2 separate regions of the Bos taurus genome follow, and region 2 is linked to region 1. A link is a contact called in public Hi-C data. All regions are on one chromosome and are shown on one strand. Each heading gives the region's core, a stretch centred on a gene start, on an enhancer-like site or on the middle of the called end of the contact. The rest is flanking DNA. Distances are from core to core; before and after follow the strand shown. Region 1 overlaps AKAP13 (A-kinase anchoring protein 13). Region 2 overlaps AKAP13 (A-kinase anchoring protein 13).

Region 1 (4,369 bases), core at 521-3,020:
CACCGCAGAGAAGCCCACACACCACAACGAAGAGTGGCCCCCTCATCGCAAGTAGGGAAAGCCCACACAAGACGATGAAGGCCCAGAGCAATCAACAAACAAACAAATCAATATGGGGGGGTGGGACAGGAGGAGCTAGAAATGTCTGAACATTAGGTTTCTGGAAAAGTGCCCACTGTCCTGTATAATGGCAAATCTTCTGATCTCTAGATCTCAGTAATGCAGAGGTTTCTTAGGCACTATGTTAAAAAGAAAAAGGATAAATGCTTTTTCCCTTCATTTGAGCATCCAAGGTTCCTTTTGCATTTCACCTGGCAGGAGTGCCCGGTCTTGTCTTGACAGGAAGCCCCTGACAGTGGGGGTCCCTTCCTGCAGCTGGTCACCGCCCCAGTGGTTAAATTCAGTGGGTCTAAGAGAACTAAAGCTAGCAAAACCTCGCTGCCCTTCCTCCATGAGAAGAACACAGCTATCTGGTGGGTCTAGAGAGTGGGGAACTGAGCGCCCTCCCGGATCAGCCCCGCTGGGCACTCCTCCTCAGTCAGGGTCTGCCTGCCTGCGGGGGGGGGCCGGGGCCTTCTGGGCGACCCCTTCATAACACAATAACCAAAGTCAGGAACACTCCAGGGCAGTCCTGTGACTGTCCTGTTCTTCCAGAGATAAGAGTCGAGAGGATAAGCAACCCCTTCCGGCAAGTGGACTGATGTCAGCCTTTCCATTCAGTTTCTGTTAGGAACAAAGCAAACGCTCTGATCTTTGCGTAACTCATAAATCTTTCCATTAGATCTGCACTCAGGAGGGAAAGATGACGCTGTTCGCTGGACTCCAGGTATATGCTGCTTCATCGGGGGCGGGGTGTGTGTGTGTGTGTGTGTGTGTGTGTGTTTACACACATAAACATTCACAACATCTAACAGGTGTCATTTACCGCAAGAATAATGACACAGGAAATCCCCTGTCAGAAAAAGAGGAACATATATAGATACCTACTACTTCACTGCTTTTTAAAAAGTGGAGTCCCGAGCAGATGAAATAGACCAGAGTGAGGGCACTCTGGTTACAAACTTGTGGGGTGGGCGCTCCAGGCCTTGGTTAGCTCCCCTGCATGCCCCTCCCTGTCTTTTCCTTCTTCCAGCCTCATGGAATCCCTAGACACCTTGAGAATACAATAATGAAAATCCTGTCTTTGATCTTTAGAAAGAAGTGTCAAACGTTCCTCTGCTGCCCTCCTCATGAAGGACGGGCCTCTCTCTACACACAGGAGATCAAGTGTGAAGTCCGGGCCACGGAAGGGCATCAAGCCACCAGCTACTCTGACAGCTGCCGCTCTGAGTGAGCCCTCTGTGGGGTCATTTCCTGACAAGAACGGGCCTGACAACTCGGCAGGAGGACCCAGGAGAGGCGCCACTGAGGCCACTCTGCTCCTGTAATGGCACAGTCTATGCAGCCACCGTGGAGACGGGAGGAGCATCCCCAAAGGAAAGCAGCCCCATCCAAAAACAAAGAATCCCAAGCTCAAAGGCTGCGGGTCATCCGAGGTCCTTACCGTGTGAAGTTGCGTCTGTCCCCAACACATTCCACTCCGCTGGCAGCTTCAGGTGCCTGAAGGCCAGGGCAACTTTCTCATCGAGGGAGTTCACGTCCGAGGACGGGGGTCCTGAGCGATCCAGGAAACGGGTGAAGTTCAGGGCCTGCTGGTTGCCAGCACTGGTGGCCAGGAACTGGGCTGCGTCATAGGCCTCGTCCTGGATGAACTGGAAGTCCTCTTCCGCCACCACGAACACAGGCAGGCCCTCTTTGGAAGCGCAGAGCAGCACCTTCACTGTCTCGCAGCAGTCATGACCTAATGAGACACAGGCAGCAGGGAGACAGATCAGAGCCCTCCTCCTGAAAGACAGGGCAGCGGCGGCAATCAGCTCTTCCTGCATGACATACACATTCCCCCTCCTGAAAGGAACCCCCTCCTTCCCCCAAGCTCTGCCAGCAATCTTCCACACTTCACAAAACTCCATCTCTAATTCATTTTTCACAAGTGCTAGTTGCAAATATCAATTGGTTCCCCTGTTGTTGTTCCGTCGATCAGTCATGTCTGATTGTCTGCGACCCTATGGACTGTAGCTCACCAGGCTTCTCTGTCCATGAGATTTCTCCAGGCAACAATACTGGAGTGAGTGGCCATTACCTTCTCCAGGGGATCTTCCCAACCTAGAGACTGAATCCGCGTCTCCCTGTCTCCTGCATTGGCAGGCAGGTGCTTCCCCGGAGCCACCTGGAAAGCCCTGGTTCCCCTACCAAATAACAGGTTAATTTTGTATTCCAGTTGCCACCATGCTGGCAGTATAATGTTTGGCATTAACAGTCTCTGAAAATCTCAATATACACTAATTTGTTCAACTTGAACAAATTAAAGAATGAAAGCTCAAGGACCTTGCGATGAGGCCTAGCGTCCAGTGGGAAGGCTCCTGAGCAGCCCTGGATCTGGAAACCCAGCAGGGAAAAAGTCACTTCCACAGGTCACCTGGCAGGAACTGGACTGAGGCCCCAGTACCCCACTGACAGAGCCTGGCAGGGCACGGTCTATAAGATGGCAAAGAGTCAGACACGACTGAAGCGACTGAGCAGGCACCAAGCACACGACCTGATTTCACCTCACTATTATGAAGCAATTCAAGGCAGAGGAAATAACTTTTGCTCTGAGATGCCCATTCTTTCCTGTAATGCAAAGAGAACTTCAAAGAAATCGCCCGGTTTGCACAGGGATGATGCAATGCCAGGGCCAGAGACCACGGTGCCCACTGCCCAGAGGGGCAGAGAATGCATGAGCTCTGACGTCAGGCAGCAAGCTACCTGCCACCCGAGGGAGCTCCACTGGTGTCTAGACCGGGAAGGTGTGAGCACTGTTCCCGCAGGGAGGCATTCCTGGAAAGTCAGATCTCCCTGGGGTTTTCAGCAATGTTATGCATTTCCAAGATGCGGAATGTATTCATCAAAACACACTTTTCCTCCACCTTCAGGCACTGATCTCAGCTGGTTGGAACTATGCTCCTAACATCATCATTTCTTCCATAAATATCTTTCTGATGAGAAAATAAACTGGAGTTGGTGTTTCTGAGTGAGCTGCGCCCCCTGGCGCGCTGCCTGAGGAACTGCAGGCACCTGAGGGCCAGGCTCCCAGAGACCACCCACATGCAGAGCCCATCCTGGCTTCTGGATGAGCTGGAGGGTCCCTGAGTGCCACTCCGCAGACCACAGGCACAGCCAACAGAGGCTTCCCACCCGGCAGAGCAAACTAAGCTTTCTGCTGTCTTTGAAAGAGAAAACAATCATTTTTCTTCCCCATGTGACCAACGAGAGAAGTAAATCGATATTCTACAGACTTCCCCCCACCCCCACGGTGTGTGTGTTAGTCGCTTAGTCATGTACGACTCTTTGTGACCCCATGGACTGTAGCCCATCAGGCCCCTCTGTCCATGGGATTCTCCAAGCAAGAACACTGGAGAGGGTTGCCATTCCCTTCTGCAGGGGATCTTCCCAACCCAGGGATCGAACCTGGGTCTCCTGGCATTGCAGGCAGATTCTTCACCATCTGAGCCACCAAGGAAGTCCCTTTCCCCCCAGGAGCCTCTTTAAAGGCTTTCCTTTGTGATGAAAAGTCTCTCACTGGTGTGTAATCTAAAGATGGGAACAAATACTGACTAACCAAGAACCTATGACACACCAGGCATCTGATGTGTCATTTTCTCAACACAACAAATTTATATGGTGTGTACTGTCCTCACGTTATAGATGAGAAAACTGAGACTTCAAGAGATAAACTGCCCAGATTCACACAACCATGAAGCAGAATCTATCAGGTCTGATGCTAAACATCATGGTGTGAGAGTTCTGTAAAGCATTGCTTACAAATAAAGAAGTAACAGTGACAGTTACGCCCCTGTCTGCAAGGAGCCCACCCTATACCTGGAATGACAGGCCAGTATGCCTATTAAAGCCAGAGGAACAGGCTCACAAACCCCGGAAATCAGTCTCCATACAAATGCATAACTCGACCAGTTGCTCCCAATGCCTTCCCAGCTGAATTCCTTCTAGAAAGGCTGTGGGAATCAAGCATCCTCTGCCCGCATGGGCCTGGCTCTGTATGTATACTCAGATATGCATTTCAATTCAACAAATACGCTGAATGTATACATCTATTACACAAAATGAAATTAGGGGGAAAAAATATTCATCTTTCTTTGCAGGGCAGCCAGCCTAATTATATAAGACAACTTCAGCAGGAACAAATCAGCTGGTTCAGGTAGTTAAGGTTTGGGTGGTTCTCCTGGCAGAAAATACTTCTTCAAAACTGTTGTGTTACATTTAACGACTAACA
Region 2 (4,369 bases), core at 937-3,436, 47 kb before region 1:
GTGTTAAATGAAGACTAGACTTTCCCCGTAACCTAACACTCAACATACGGGCTTTTATAGTTGGGCTTGAATGTATTTCTTCTTGAGTGTTTGGCTGCCAGGACCATCGGCATCCTGACAAGACACTCTGGCTCGCTGAATTAACTCTTCCATATGGCTAACAAGCTTTTGCAATGATCATTTGGAAAAGGAATTATAGAAATAACCTCAATGAACAGACAGTCCTTCCTCATTAACCTGGCCATACACTGAACAGATCACAGGAGACACGGAGTACACTGGTTTGGAGCACTAGGGCAGGCAAGCAGGAGTCAGAACGCCTTCCTGGCCTCTGTGCAGCACATCCCCAAGGTGAACGGTCCCAGGGGCTTTCTGTTCTGGACTCAATATTCAGAGTCATCTCTGCACAGCATTCTTTAGGAAATAAATAGCAGGTCAGGAAAATCTTATTTATTCAGCAAAAGCAAACTCTTTGGACAAATACCATCTTGATGGTATTTAGCTACAGGTGAACAAATTATAAGAAGAACACGAGACTTCTTTTAAAGCAAATAAAAGTAGGTGCTAAAGTAGCCAAAGAATTGATGCTTTTGAACTGTGGTATTGGAGAAGACTCTTGAGAGTCCCTTGGACTGCAAGGAGATCCAACCAGTCCATTCTGAAGGAGATCAGCCCTGGGATTTCTTTGGAGGGAATGATGCTGAAGCTGAAACTCCAGTACTTTGGCACCTCATGCGAAGAGCTGACTCATTGGAAAAGACTGATGCTGGGAGAGATTGGGGGCAGGGAGAAGGGGACGACAGAGGATGAGATGGCTGGATGGCATCACTGACTTGATGGATGTGAGTCTGAGTGAACTCCAGGAGTTGGTGATGGACAGGGAGGCCTGGCGTGCTGCGATTCATGGGGTTGCAAAGAGCTGGACATGACTGAGTGACTGATCTGATCTGAACTGAAAGTAGTCAAAGGAATTTCTCCGACTATCATTGAAAGCATGGGACTATGACGCAACTGTTTCAGAATCTTCATGTGTGTATCCATCATTCAGGGCTGTTTGTTTAAAACATGAAAAATCAAAGTGAGCTGAACTGCCCAGATGTATATCCTCAGGAGGAGTTTTCTGAAAACCACAGTGTAACAGAAACATTACCCATACAGAAACGAGTTTCAGTCTATCGTACAGAGTTAACTAGCTGTGAAATGAGGCTAGTTGCTTAACTTTCCAGGAACCATTTCTTTCCTTCATATTTCAGATAATCTTTCAGGTCCATTCAAATTTCTAAAGGTCCATTCAAATTTCTAAAGATCTCAGAACTAAAACCAGCACCCTGTCTCCCAACTTAAATTAATGCTAGCTGCTACTCCTGAAGCTTTTATAACAATGTTCAAGAAGCAGAATCTGCAGTTTGATTGCTTTAGGAACCACTGTAAGTCACTGGTTACTTCAGTGAGTAAAAAGGATACTGGAATATGAAGTTATGAAACTAATTAATAATAAGAATGCTAAGCTGTACTTACTGCATGTTGAGCTCCATGTACTTGATAGATATTAACTCACCAGGGGAAAAAAGGACAACAAAAGGTAATCTAGAAGAACTGAACTGAAACTGTAACTAGTATTAAAGCTTTGGCAATACGTAGGGACAAACCATGAATATAAAATGGTGATAAAATGACTACTGGGAATGGACCACTCTGCGTGTAAAACCGGGCCTCTGGAATTGTGAACTACTTTTGATTCAACGGGGAAGTATCTGTCAGGACCATGTATCACGTGCTGAGAAACCTGAAGCATTGAATACACATGTGCTTTCTCTGCGGACACACAAGCACTAGTCTTGACACTGCCCGATTCCTTTATGCATCCTTTATTCCTTACGCAAAGGTTCCAGGTTTTCAAGACAGTAGCAAAGCATTAAGACACACAGATTTTTTCCTGTTTTACATTTGGAAGAGGTTGATTCAGAGAAACAATGAGTCATTGAGGCAATGACTGGTTTATTCCCAAGGGCAATACACAGACTGGGCATGTGTCTGAAAGACCAAATTAAATAATCCTAAACAAGTGCCACTCCGCCCTCGACTACCATCACAATCTCAGACTGCAAGCCCAGGCTCCAGAAGGTTAAGGCCAGAAGACAAACAGGACAAGGAAGTCGAGATACCAAGTCAAAAGACATACTTGGGAGAGACATGAAACTCTCTACTTCCTCTGTGCGGTTTAGTAACAAGCTCCCCCACAGGCTGAGACCACTCAGAAGAGAAAAAATTCTACTTGCTTTCTCTTTCTTCTCATCCACTGAGGCACACATATTCTAAAGGCAGGGGCGGACAGATTACCACCATCCATTTTTGTACAGCACATTGGAAAAAAAAAAAAACACCAAAGAGCAGATTTTTACATTTTTTAGTGACGAAAGAAAACATTCAAAAAAGAGTATTTCATGACATGAAATCATTTCACAATATGACATGATTTTACAATATGAAATGATTTCACAATATGAAATTCAAATTTCAAAGAAAAGAAAAAAATTTAAAAAAGAAATGCAAATTTCTATGAAGCTTTTATCGGAACTGTCAGTAAAAGGCTTGTTTACAGGCAGCCTCTGGCTGCTTTCACATGCAACACCAAAGGCGATTAGCTGTTACAGAAACTGTACCTCCCACAAACTCTGATGTATTTATTCTCTGTCCTTTGTAAGTGTTCACAAACTTCCCTCCAGGCAAAAAACATGCAGAGAGTCAGATGGGGAAAAAAGGAGAAAATGCGACATGTGAAGAAGATGCAAAATGTGTGTCCACGCTTCCTGCTTTCGATCCACAGCAAGGGAGGGCAGGTCAGAGGTCAGATTTCACGACACTGTAAGAAGGCTGTGAGCACTAGACCTGAAGATCCTCATGAACTAAAAATCCCATTAAAGTATGCTTTCTCTAACTACATGGAGCGCAGGCAGACACAAAGCAAAGATACCCCAGCAACAGCAGACAAATTACATGGTTCTCGAATCCTGAGGCTCCTTAGGATAAGGAGCCTGGGCTAAGAGTTGGGGAGGAAAGCACCCCACTGGGCAGATTCTAGGTTAGAACCAAACTAGAAGCTCCCATTCTAGCAGGCCCTGACCTTAAGCTAGCCAAGGGACTATTTGGGGGTCTACTTCTTCTATCTGTAAAATGACGCCTGATGACCAACCAGAGGAGTGTCCTCTCTCTCAACTTCTAAAACTGGAGGGAAAATGAGAAGAGGAAAAGAGACGAGGAAAGGAGCAACTTTCAGTCAGTCAGACAGAGGAGAACTATCCAGTGACAGCCCTTATATCTGGAGTCTAAAACAAAATGATACAAATGAACTTACTTACAAAACAGAAACAGACTCACAGACTTCGAGAAGGCACTTACTGTTATCAGGGGGAAGGATGGGAGGAAGGGATAGTCAGGCAGCTGGGGATGGACATGTACACACTGCTGTACTTAAAATGGATAACCAACAAGGACCTGCTGTCTAGCACACGGAACTCTGCTCAACGTTATGTGGCAGCCTGGATGGGAGGGGAGTTTAGGGGAGATGGATTCATTTGTGTGTACAGCTGAGTCCCTTCAATGGTCACCCGAAACTATCACAACACTGTCTGTTTATCAGCTATACCCCCAATACAAAACAAACAAAAACTCAAAACAGAGTTTTGCTCTCTTCTTTGTAATGGTTAAGATACAGTCAGGACAGAGCTATCCTCACAGGAAAGCAAAGGGTCTGTGGCCAGCCTCAGGCTGTACACAGGACACTAATCACAGGACTTCACATGGAGGACGAAGAAGCAGAGGTATTTGAATTCAAGGATGTGAGTTTGTTCCTTCCCTTTTTCAGGGGCTTCTGGAAACAAAGACACATGTTACCCATGCAGGGCGTGTTCTCTTTTCTTTCCCCAGGGGCAAAAGCAACACTTGTCTGAATAATGCCTGCGGTACAAGTAGCCACCCAGGCATTAGTCATGAATATTATCGGTAATAAGGGGTGGGTGAGAACAGCCAGCACCTCCCTACCACTGCACTCCAACAAAATGAAGCTTGTTTATCCCAATCCATACACTTGAAACAGTTTGGAAGGGTACCGTTCTGTTTAGCTAACTGGGGTAATTCTATGAAAAATACTTAGCCCTCTGAAGAGCAAAAAAAAACACACCCTCAAGTCTAGACAAGGATGGCTGATTTTCTGATGGGCAATGTGATTTACTCCAGTATCTTGATTTTCCAGCCAAAGATGTGTGCTGGTTTTTTTTGTTTGCTTTTGTTGCTTTTTAAAAAAAGAAAGTCATGGCATCTAAAGCTTAGAGCACTAGCACTGTTCAACAAGTTCAAACAAGTTCTCTTG

Evidence for each region. A called contact is a pair of places that touch in the nucleus more often than the background predicts.
Region 2: a contact with region 1 is called in a Hi-C map of liver, with 2.3 times the contacts expected there. The contact joins two enhancer-like sites. A contact is called at or near these places in 2 of 11 Hi-C or Micro-C datasets (liver and an unstated tissue).

What each region holds. Positions count from the first base shown.
Region 1 is chr21:16,350,527-16,354,895 of ARS-UCD2.0, reverse strand. It overlaps AKAP13 (A-kinase anchoring protein 13), which reads right to left. Exons shown (of 38, transcript XM_024982287.2): 4 at 1,544-1,840. Among named protein-coding and RNA genes, the nearest start is that of AKAP13, 140 kb to the right of the region's middle. Within about 2 kb of position 1,770, at least 20 of the 102 cell types and tissues checked have an H3K27ac peak or open chromatin away from gene starts, as enhancers often do. A contact at or near this core is called in liver, where this site is marked.
Region 2 is chr21:16,398,303-16,402,671 of ARS-UCD2.0, reverse strand. All of the region lies in intron 8 of AKAP13 (A-kinase anchoring protein 13), which reads right to left. Among named protein-coding and RNA genes, the nearest start is that of KLHL25, 180 kb to the left of the region's middle. Within about 2 kb of position 2,186, at least 15 of the 102 cell types and tissues checked have an H3K27ac peak or open chromatin away from gene starts, as enhancers often do. A contact at or near this core is called in liver, where this site is marked.